Linked DNA regions of Mus musculus: all the other regions are linked to region 2. Evidence: chromatin contacts called from public HiCAR-type and promoter capture Hi-C data. All regions are on one chromosome and are shown on one strand. Each heading gives the region's core, a stretch centred on a gene start, on an enhancer-like site or on the middle of the called end of the contact. The rest is flanking DNA. Distances are from core to core; before and after follow the strand shown.

Region 1 (3,611 bases), core at 832-3,331, 1.7 Mb after region 2:
TCCCTCCTTTTGGATAACTCTAATTTGTGTCAAGTTGATACAAACCAACACTATTACTGAGGAACCTCTGACAAATTAAGTATCTTGTCAACATCAACTGTGAGAATAGCGGCATGCGGCATGCTAAGCAATGCTGAGAACAGCTGTAAATACAACAGGCAGACTCCACCACCACCACCGCCCCTACCTCCCCCCCACCCATGTTACAGACCAACAGGGAACACCAATGCACAATTGCAATCCTAGCAGCACATGCGGTTCAGAAAAAAAAGCATGCATATATAGGAATTCAGGAATAATTCATTGAGTTATTATAGCTCAGTAGAGGCCCTGGACTTGACCCCTACTACAGTAAAGGCAGAGGGGTGGGCTGGGTAGACTGAGGATATAAGAAAGTTGGCATTATCAAGAAAGGATTCAATATACAATAACACATAGCAAGGGTTGTCGTTTGGAAAAGAATAGAGATGCAAAAACAGAATGAGAGTTCTACTAGAAAGTATAAATGAACATCTTTGTGATGCAGTGAAACAGAAGGCCTCTCTAATTATGGTAAACATGGTGGAGGTGGAGGAGGAGGGAGCTGGCCCTGGGGAATGGCTCAGCACTGGGCAAGCATGAGGACCAGAAAGCAAGCAGGAGGATGAAATGCCCGAGGGCTTGGAGGAAGATGGAGGATGCTTCTCGGCCCTGACCTCAGGTCTTCACCTGAATGTGGCTATATGTGCACCTGTACCCATGCATACATGCAGCCATAGATACATACAAGTGAAATGTAGGTTTATATGACTATAGCAATATGCAACTTTTCTGTAGATTCATCTGTTTGTACAACAGATGCAAAAGTTAGGAATAAAATGGGCTGGAGTTTAGCATAAGGATATTATTTGAAGGAGGGTCTTCTCACTAAGTAGCCTTGGCTGGCCCAGACTCTGTGGAGCAGGTGGCCTCAAACTCATCCCCCTGCCTCTGTGGGATTCAAGGCACACACTACCACACCTAGCTTGCACCTCTCCAAAGCTTAAGAGGCTACTAGCAGCACTTCCAGTTGATGTGGGGCGTCAGTCACTCTTAACACCGCAACCATCTTTAGAAACTGCTACTTTTCTGGAAAGAATAAGACAGGAGATGCCCAAAGGTCTAATTATAACGTTGACCTAGAAATTTCACTACAAGGTTTTGTGGAAAGAGGCAATACAAAGAATGACATAACTGTACCATGTCCAATATTAAAATAAAAACAAAACACAACAAAAACAAAAAAGCCCAAAAGTCCAAAGGGAACCATTCGTGAAAATGACAGCTTTAACTGCTCTTAAAAATTAGTGTCTTAAGGCTATTCTCATCTCCATTGGGTGGTGGTTTAGATGCACTTCAAGCATCTTACAAAATGCCTTTTGTAACTCCATTTTTAAAGGTGAATGGAGGAAAGGCACTAACATCTTTTTTTTTTTTTTTGGAAGCAAAAGGTTTCTATTTATACATATAACACAATACATGGACTTTAGGACAAATTTCGAATGATTTCGCTCGTACATTTTTCTAGTTGACCAATAATGAACTTAAAGAAAGGGTGGGCACGTTCTTGCTTATTCAGGACTCATTTTACAAGCTCCTCCTTCGCAGGCAGAGGGCGGGTCCCCAGCAGCGGTGCACACAATGGCCAGAGCCCCGGACTGTGGTCCCGTGCCCTGCCAAGCTTCAGAGAGCGGGTCTACCACGCATTCATAGTGCATACCGAACCAGAGCTGCTCGGCCAGGTAGAGCTGGAGAGCAGTCGGGCGCGAATGACCCCGGGGTACGGGGGGATACCGAGCTGGGGGGTCTCGGTTAGGGTGTCCTGCGGCCTGGCGCGCGCGTGAGCTGCGCACCTGCGACTTCGTGCTCCTTGCGGACGAAGGATCACCTTTCTGTCTGGCCGGCTCTGCTCTTTTGGCACCAGAGCCCCGGGCTCCCAGTGGGAACGCCTCCGCCTCCCCGCCCGTGGACCACCCGCCCGAGGAAGCGCACTCACCACAGTCACTGAAGAAGCCAGAGGCTGGCGGCACAGGCAGCCGCACTGGGCGCGCGGGACTACATTTCCCACAAGACCATGAGCCCTCGACAGGGCTTCCAGTTGCGCAGGCGCAACCGCAGGGCTGCGGGCCAGCGATTGCTCCCCTAGTGCTCAGGCAAGGTTTGCCACCTTAAGCTTATTTTCTTAAAGAAACTGGTTCTAGAACCTTTTCCTTTCCTAAATTAAGAGAACCTTGGACACCCCCTTGCATGAGGTTAGGATGAGAGGTAAGCTACTAATGTAATGTAGATACTTCACGGCGCTCTGTGACCAGGTAGTAAATGATGCACTGGCTGGGTGAATTGTTACTGTGGAAAACCAGCCACCTCTGTGAGTGAAACTCGTGGGTGCTAAGGTAGTTTCGGCTGCATCCACGGCTTTGGAACTTGGAGAATATCTTAGGATAATTTCCATCCTATCTTAGGATAGAAAGATAGGTTACAAACTGTAATATTGGGTTCTTGTCTGGCCGCTTGTTTTTTAACGTTTTTTCTTTAAAATCTGACATCATGATACTTGAATACAGTGCACTGTGATCACATTCACCCCCAGCGACCCTCATTCATGTGCCCTTCTTTCACTGACCTCCATCCTTCCCAACTAGTCCTTCTTCTATACTTTTGGTCCTTTCCCCCTCGCTTCAGCCTGTAAAACTTCTATTCCATGCAACAAAGACTATGTTCCGAACCAAATGTCGGACGGGCATCTGGAGGCCACTTTTTGACGAGGCTCAAAAATCCTATTAGCCAAACGTGCGTGCCCAAATTCCTTTTATCCCACACCTTCCGCTTTTATCCCACACCTTCCGTCTTAGGTCTTTGACATTGTGTTTCTGCTCTGATGGGAGGATCTCCTGGGACTCGGAAGCTCAGGAACCACACAGCTCTGAGGTGGGACAATGTCCCAAAAGAAGGGCACCCTGAGACATGGGAGCTGAGGAACTAGATAGCTCTAAGAGGAAGCCTCCTCAGCAGAGGCGATGCAGCTACCAGGGCATGGCGTCCTCAGCGGAGCTCAGGAGCCTCAGTCCCTCTCCTTCTCATCGTTTCTTCTCTTCATTGCTTCTTTTCTTCTTCACTTCTGACCAGGCATAAGAATCTCATGAAAGAGATTTATTGGATGGACCAGGGTGTGAAGGGATGAATCCAGGGATGGCTGCTCTCTATCCTAGGGAACAGACAACAGGGAATTAGACAAAGTGGCAGTGCTTATATAGGATCTCTTAGGGGGCGGGGCTTTCCAGGGCAGAGATTTCCAGAGTGATGATTGGTGGGATTTCAAGTCCTGAATTTGGGGAGCTCAGGGATTAGTGGATTTTCTGCTCAAGGATTGATGTTTTGTCTGTGTGTCTGTGTGTGTGTGGGGGGGGGGAAGCTCAGGAATTGGCGGCTTTTTTCACCCCCCCTTTCCCTGCATCAGGCCCATGGGTTAGATGTTTTTCCCAGCCGCTGGTGGTTTTGACTGAGGCACCGTCTCTGTAGGTTGGAGAGGAGGTGCTGGCATTATGGACATCTCCTGCAGTGGTGTTTGACCAAGGCTGTGGGCTGAGGCAGCA
Region 2 (3,430 bases), core at 506-3,005:
TAGCCATATTGCATGTGTTTATTAGCCACCAAATGTACATAGTAGCTATACAACAGGTAGACAGTCTTGGTAGCTGTTCCAAAGGACAAGTGCTAAAAAAAGGACTCTGTGTGTGTCTCTGTGTGTTTGTGTGTCCACGTGAATGTCTGTGTTTGTGTGTGTGTGTGTCTGTGTCTATGTGTCTGTCTGTGTCTATGTCTCTCTCTCTCTCTCTCTCTCTCTCTCTGTGTGTGTGTGTGTGTGTGTGTGTGTGTGTGTGTGAATACAAGGCCAAAAAAAAAATTGCCTGAATAACAAAAACCATGGTGGAAAATAAAAACATTGTCCACAATAAACGTTACCTAATCAAGATGATTTATTTAGGCTTTATGATCCTTTGCTATCCTTTACTAAATAAAAGTGTCCCAATCCAGATATAATTATTTTTATACTTAATTATCTAAAAGGAAAAACAAACAAACAAAAATCCAAAATCTTGGAATGTGAGCAGGCCAGCCTAATGTGATAGCCTTTAATTTAGACTATGGACTCTTCTAGAGGCCTCAAAGAAGTGCCCAAAGCTCTTCCCAGAGTTGTGCTATCCAGTAAGTGGGATCCTAGCACTCATGTGGCTATTTCAATGAAATGTAATTAGACACTTGGTCTTCAGTGGCACTGGTCACATTTGAAGCACTTGTAGCTGTGTCTCAGCTACTGTTTGGGTTGTAGAAGAATCCCCCAACAACCCCTAACTTGTCCATGTTCTTCTCCATAACTTGCTGCTTGCTGGCCTGACAAGGACCTAGGACCCTGCTCCATCTTGGGCTTCACTGTTTTCCTACTCTGCTGGACATTACCGCAGACTTTCCACTTGCCCTGACCACCTTAGAGATGCATAGACCTTAGTGCCCAAATGCAGTCGAGATACTACTACACTCAAATTGCCATTCCTTCTACATTTCCAAGTCATTAAGGTGAGTTAGGGCTTGCCTACAAAGATATAAAAAACAGGAGTAGACTGGTGCAGATTACAGGCTTTAAACTGGAGTTTTGTAGTTACGGGTGGGGGAGGGTGAGGGGGATTTTGTTAGAGGCAGAACGGGGAAGGTAGCTGTGATAGGTTATTTCTCTGCCACCACGGAAAGGAGCCAATTCAAGTTAGATTAGATTAAAGGCAGGTTTACGGAGAAGCTGCTCTCCTGTGGGCGAGTTCACTAGCTCCGAGGACTGAGGCCAGGAAAGTCCCCATGGGGGGGGGGGGGGTGCACTCAGATAAAGGAAGAGAAAAAGAGCAAGCAAGAGTGACCAAAACTTCTAGATTATATAGGGAGGAACCTCTGGGGGAAAGGGCAGCTCAGCCCCTGGGCTGGGAAGTTGAGATCAGGGTATGCCTGGTTGGGACAGATGCTGTTCCCAACATGGAGCCAGGTCTGCTTTGGTAAGTAAATATTCACCTCTGTCGCTTGTCCTCATTGGAAAACAAACACGAAGCTGCTGGTATCCGGGAGAGAGACAGTTACTTTTCTTCTGCAGTCTCCGAATAGCAGGCTTCCTGGAAATTTGAGCTTTGTTGAGGGTCTTGGCTTTGGGAGAGGAGGGTCTTTTAGAAATAAGGGGTATGGGACCCCCATATTCCGCTTTCTCCCAGGAGCCCAGCCCTCCCTCCTAAGACTCTCCCCAGCCTCGCTTGTTAACTATGAGCTCAGCTTCACAAGCAGGAAGTGAAGTATCTATTTTACCACACCACTTGATTATACCCGCCCCCAATGCACCCCGGAATTGCAATAAAAGTCCAAGACAACTAGAACCCCCTTCCTCTCCGGGCAGACCAGCCGGGATTAGGAGGCCAGCAGAGCACCCACAAACTGCGGGTCACGTGCGCGATCAGAGCCCGACCATCGAGTCAGTCCTCCAGCTTCCCAGAGCGGCCTCGGAAGTGCCCCTGCGGCTCGGGTCTTTCCGGCCAGGCAGTCCGCGCTTTTGTCCCGCCGGCGGCCGGGCTCCCGCGGTGCCGCCACAGCCAGTACGTGAGTCCCGGGCTGCCGACGCTCCCGCCTCTCCCCGGCCCGCCACGCCCTTCCCTTCTCTGCCCTCCGGTCCCGGGCGGGTCCTAGTGGGGGAGGGAGAGCGTGACTTTCCACACGCCCTGGGGAGCGTCCTCTAGGAGTGAAGGGGAAGGAAGAGCCCTGGTTCGGGCCCGGCGCGCGGGCAGGCTGCCATCGGAGCAGGCCCTGGGCCGAGGAAGGGCCAGAGTCCGCCCCGGTGTTCCTTGACTGTCATGGCCGTTTCGGGCTTAGAAAGAGGAGAATCCCGATTATTAGCGCCTAAAAATTTGCCCTGATTGCGGTTAAGTTTGTTTCTGAGACTTGGAGATGACCTGATTCGGTCACCTCTTCCCGTCATTTTGGTGGGGGAGAGGTGTTGAGAGACACTTGCGGCTCTGGAAGCAGACCGTTCTCCACTTCCTGGCCCTCTCCTAGGAGAAACTCATCTGTAGAGCAGTGGGTGCAACCGGAGGCCGCCATCTGCCCTACCCCACCCCCACCCCACCGCAAACTGAGAAAGTGTTGGCCTAGGGAAAAGCCAGCGAAGGCACTTGAACCCAAGTGATCGCTTGGGGAAGTCCTGGGGCAGCGGTGTGAAAGAAAGAAAGGTCAGGTGGAGAGAGCCGCGGCTAGTGTGTTATCTTAAGATGGTTAGTCTAGATGGCCAAGACCGTTTGTGTACGCCTGAAGCTTTTGTCTGTCTGGGGTGTGTGTGTGTGTGTGTGTGTGTGTGTGCGCTTTTGTCTGGGGTGTGTGTGTGTGTGTGTGTGTGTGTGTGTGTTTGAATACGTAATGCTCACGTGTCCAAGGCATTAAAATACAAAGATTTTTAAAAAACAAAAATTTAATGCAAAATATGAAAACAAGATTTTCTTTTACTGTTCTCAAAGGTTGTTCTGGGCCCTACCTTAAAAGGTAAACACTTTTGTTAAGATGTTGAGTAGACTTTAAGGACTTCTTCATTTAAATACTAGCAAATATATAAGTCGTTCCTCTTTTATTCAGACAGGTGGTAGCATAATAAGTCCTGCTTCTCTGTTTCTTTTACTGAATCTGTTTTACAGAACTCATACGGAAACGGGTGGGTTGTTTGTTTTACAAACATGTAGCAGATTGGCCATTTTAAAGGATGCTTTAGATAAATCTCTAGACTGCAGTTGATAATCTTTGAGTTGTTTCTAGTGTTTTTTGCCAAATGGTATTATGTGGAATGATTCTGTATTAGGATAAGGATTTTGAAATTAAGAGGGACTGAGGTTAATAAGGTATTTTTTGTTGTTTTGCATTCAGTTAAATGGGCTACACTAATTGCTTCAAGCTAATCTCTGAGTGGGCCCTTAGCTTCAGAAAAATCTCTCCACTGCCCTTCATGCTCTCTTGCTTCCCTTATTGCTGGAGTATCTAAA
Region 3 (3,474 bases), core at 87-2,586, 1.8 Mb before region 2:
CAACATCTACCCCTCTCCATTCAGTACTAACAATAGCCTCTTGGACCCGGACTTAAACTCACCCCGTCTTCTAAGAGAAGCAACCATAAGGTCTAGTGGCTCTGTGCTAATGACCTAGTATTCAAGGACTTTCCTCTGTTTTCCCTAGGCAGGCTCTTGCCCAAGTCTCCTCTGGACTTGCTATGGACTGATCACCAAGTTAGCCCTAAAACTGGATGGATGAGCTTTAGTCCAAACTTGTCTGAGCTGAGCTAAGCTCTTAAAGATAGTAACACTGCATGGCTTGTCTTCTAAATACATACACAGAAAGGAGCAATGTAGTAGTCCCAGGAAGGCTATTTATTATATGTATTACAATATAGTGTATATGTATTACAATATAGTGTACATATATGAGAAAGAACAAAAATTGAAGAGGAAAGGCAAGATTCTCTTCTGCTAAAAACTAGTCAACATTTTTAATGCACTGGTTTTAGGGAAAAATAAAACGGAGCAATCGATAGAACATTCACACTATTTGCCTCTATTCTTAACAATGATTTTTCAAAAATAAATGACTGTTTTATGCTATTGCTCTATTATCTGTTATAAAATATAGAAACATTTACTAAACTACAGGTTATTTCTTCCACCAAGTAAAAGGCAGAATAACAATCCAGCATATTTCTACACAAATATATTACTGCTACTCAAACCTCACATAAGAAAGTCAAAGACACATTCGAAAATTAAACACCAGGAAGCCTTACACACATCTGTTCCTACAAAAAAAAAAAAAAAAAAAAGTGTATTCCAAAATAAAAACTTCCAACTCTGATTCCCTCCAAAAGCAGAGAACGGTTTCCTGCTTGGAACACCCCCTTTAAAAATCCCTGAAGCATTCAAAACCGGAATGTCTTCATGGGAGATTATCTTTGCAGTCAAACGAGTGTCCCGTGAAGCAGAAAGGGAAACTTCCAGAGCGCTGGAAGAGGGTGTCAACACAGGAATCCACACACTTTTCCTTCCCCAGTGCTGTTAGCTGTGCAGTGCTAACTTTCAAAAGTGCCTGGGTGCTGTTGAAACTCAGATCTTAAGGGCCCTTTGCGGGCAGACAAAGCTTAGAAGCACCCAGTCCCTCTGCCCAGGTGATGAGCTGAAATGTGTTCATTCACACGTACACACGCGGCCTCTCCCCACCCCTGAATCCCCCAGTGTTGGTGAACGAACAGCAGACAGGGCTCAGGAAGCTAGGCTGGTAAGGCAAGAGCTGCACGGTCCCCTACCTCTCTTGTCTGTTTCACAGAGTGGCGGATGAGAGTCCCCCGTGGTCCCGGGGAAAGCTGAGAGGCTCTGATGGAGGCGGCCACTCAGCCCGCCCCCGTGAGCAGGCCCTGCCTGCGCTCAGGAGCTGCCCCAGTCAGATTTTCCAGCCGCACAACTGCAGCCAAGTCCCTGCCCATGCCTGAAGAATTTCCTGAACAGCATTCCCGCTCTCTCACTGCCTGCTTTGAAACCCTACTCTGCCTCTACTTCGATCCGGTTTTGTCAAGCTGACTCCCAGCTACTGGGCTGTCTCCAGATATCAATGGGAAACACGTGTGTCAAACACAGCCTAGCTTTCCTTGCAAGAGCGCTCATGGCGTCTGTCGGCTGGGTTCACACTCACAGAAAGAAGGCTGCTTCTAGAAACTGGATTTCCCAGACATTCTGTACACAAACTTTGCTCTGGGTACTAGATGCAGTAGACATGCCATCCCTCCCTCCCCCGACCCCCAGTTCAACATTGTCTCTTTGTACCTTGCCTGTTCCACGTGGATTGTGGAATTCCCCCACTGCCTGGGGTAAGCCCCCTGTGTTTCCCTCTTCCAGACCTTAATAACAAACCGACTGCAGCGAAGAGATATAAATTCTAACTCCATCTTCCTCTCTGGCCCTTCCTAAGTTTTTGCTTAAAATTTCAGTTGCTGGGGAAGCAATATTTTTAGCATTTCCAGTTCCGTCCTCCCAAGTTGTCTCCTCCACCTGATTCCTGCTGCATCTATCTCTGCAGCAACTAAAAATAATGCAATTATTTTCCTCAGACACTTCTGATACTTTTTGCTCTAAAGCTGTGCAGGTAACATGGTACTGGCTGTAACGTTTTACATGCTGTGACAACTCTGTTAAAGTGACAGGAAAAGAAAAGAACCTGGGACCAGAATGCATACTACATCTGTGAAGCTGTAATTTTCTCTTTCCTGGGTGGCATTCCCTCAAGATGTTGTGGGTACCTCCTGCTGGGTTTTGTGGTCTACCTTTGACATTTTCTCTTTCCTATCATAAAAAAAGGAGACAAATCTCAAAACACATGTGCTTCCAAAGGGAAGCTACCTATATCTGGTAAGCCAAAGCAACGTTTTCAACTTAATGTTCCAGAAAACAGGTTAAAGAGAAACATTTGGTGTATGAGTTTTGTTGTTTTGTTTTGTGTTAACATTTAAATCACACACATCAACATTTTTCTCTTTCTTTCCTCCTTCTTTTCCTCCCTCTTTGTTTGTTTGTTTGTTTGTTTCTGTCTTCCCATTTTCTTACCAGATTTAAAAACTATTTATATGTTCTTGAGTGGGCTGCTGTAGATCTTAGAACTCACTGGCGTTCAGGGTTTGGCATCAGATTGTGTTGAATCTTCTCAGCATAATTAAGTTTTTGCCTTGGGAAGCATGGTGGGCATTCCTGCAAGCATGCATGCCAGTGTGTGTGTGTATTCAGGCACATGTGGTGAGACACACCCATACATCTGAGGTCATGGTATAATAATTATAGAGCCAGAGAACTTAGAGACTGTTCAATACAAATAGTTTCCAACCTTCATCTTACACAGAGAAACCCAGGCCTAGGGAGATGAGATGATTCATCCGGAGTTGCGAAGACAGTTATTGCCAGAGCTGATGCTGGCAAAGGCACCCTGTGTCCCTGTCATGTGTGCTCTTTCTACTGTTGTGTATTCTGGGAAGGTTATACCACCCAGCTTTCAGGTGAGCAGCCTTCAATCAATTCTGAGTATAACTGTTTCTCTCCTCTAACTAGCGGTCCCAGCTGTAGGTTCTAGTCAATTTGTTTAAATACTTTGGGCCTTGGTTTTTGTCAATGGTGAATTAAAATTAATAATTCTACCTTATAGGAGTAGTTACCCATTTATTGAGGAAAATCCAGGTGACTGACACATTTACAACAGTGCTATAAATCACTTAAGTTTCTTTGTTGTTTTGGTGGAGTAAAACCTAGACCCCCCCCTTCTTCTTTTTTTTTAAATCTGAATTCTGTCGCTATTTTCTGCTGTCTCAAGAGGGCATATCAACTCAAGCACAGGAAACTGCCCCGATGTTTAAGTTGGAACAATAAGCCAGCCATGCAGCTACTCTTCATTCATTACCAGAGCACGGGAGTCTTTCCTCCAGGTTAACCCGTAGGAAAGGCACAGTGAGAATCAAATCCATAGTGAGTCCTGGG

What was found. Promoter capture Hi-C pulls out the DNA fragments that hold promoters and counts their contacts. HiCAR-type assays count read pairs that join an accessible place to other places.
Region 1: a HiCAR-type map of astrocytes shows a contact between it and region 2, with 2.8 times the contacts expected there. The contact joins the promoter of Zfp2 here to the promoter of Zfp62 in region 2. A contact is called at or near these places in 1 of 39 promoter capture datasets (liver) and 1 of 115 datasets of contacts at active chromatin or transcription factors (astrocytes).
Region 3: a promoter capture Hi-C map of second pharyngeal arch cranial neural crest shows a contact between it and region 2. The contact joins the promoter of Sgcd here to the promoter of Zfp62 in region 2. A contact is called at or near these places in 4 of 39 promoter capture datasets (the 3T3-L1 cell line, cranial neural crest, hippocampal neurons and 1 more).

What each region holds. Positions count from the first base shown.
Region 1 is chr11:50,914,095-50,917,705 of GRCm38.p6, forward strand. Zfp2 (zinc finger protein 2) reads right to left here and starts at 2,082. Exons shown (of 6, transcript NM_001044698.2): 1 at 2,015-2,082.
Region 2 is chr11:49,201,537-49,204,966 of GRCm38.p6, forward strand. It overlaps Zfp62 (zinc finger protein 62), which reads left to right and starts at 1,756. Exons shown (of 4, transcript NM_009562.3): 1 at 1,756-2,002.
Region 3 is chr11:47,377,989-47,381,462 of GRCm38.p6, forward strand. It overlaps Sgcd (sarcoglycan, delta (dystrophin-associated glycoprotein)), which reads right to left and starts at 1,337. Exons shown (of 8, transcript NM_011891.5): 1 at 1,266-1,337.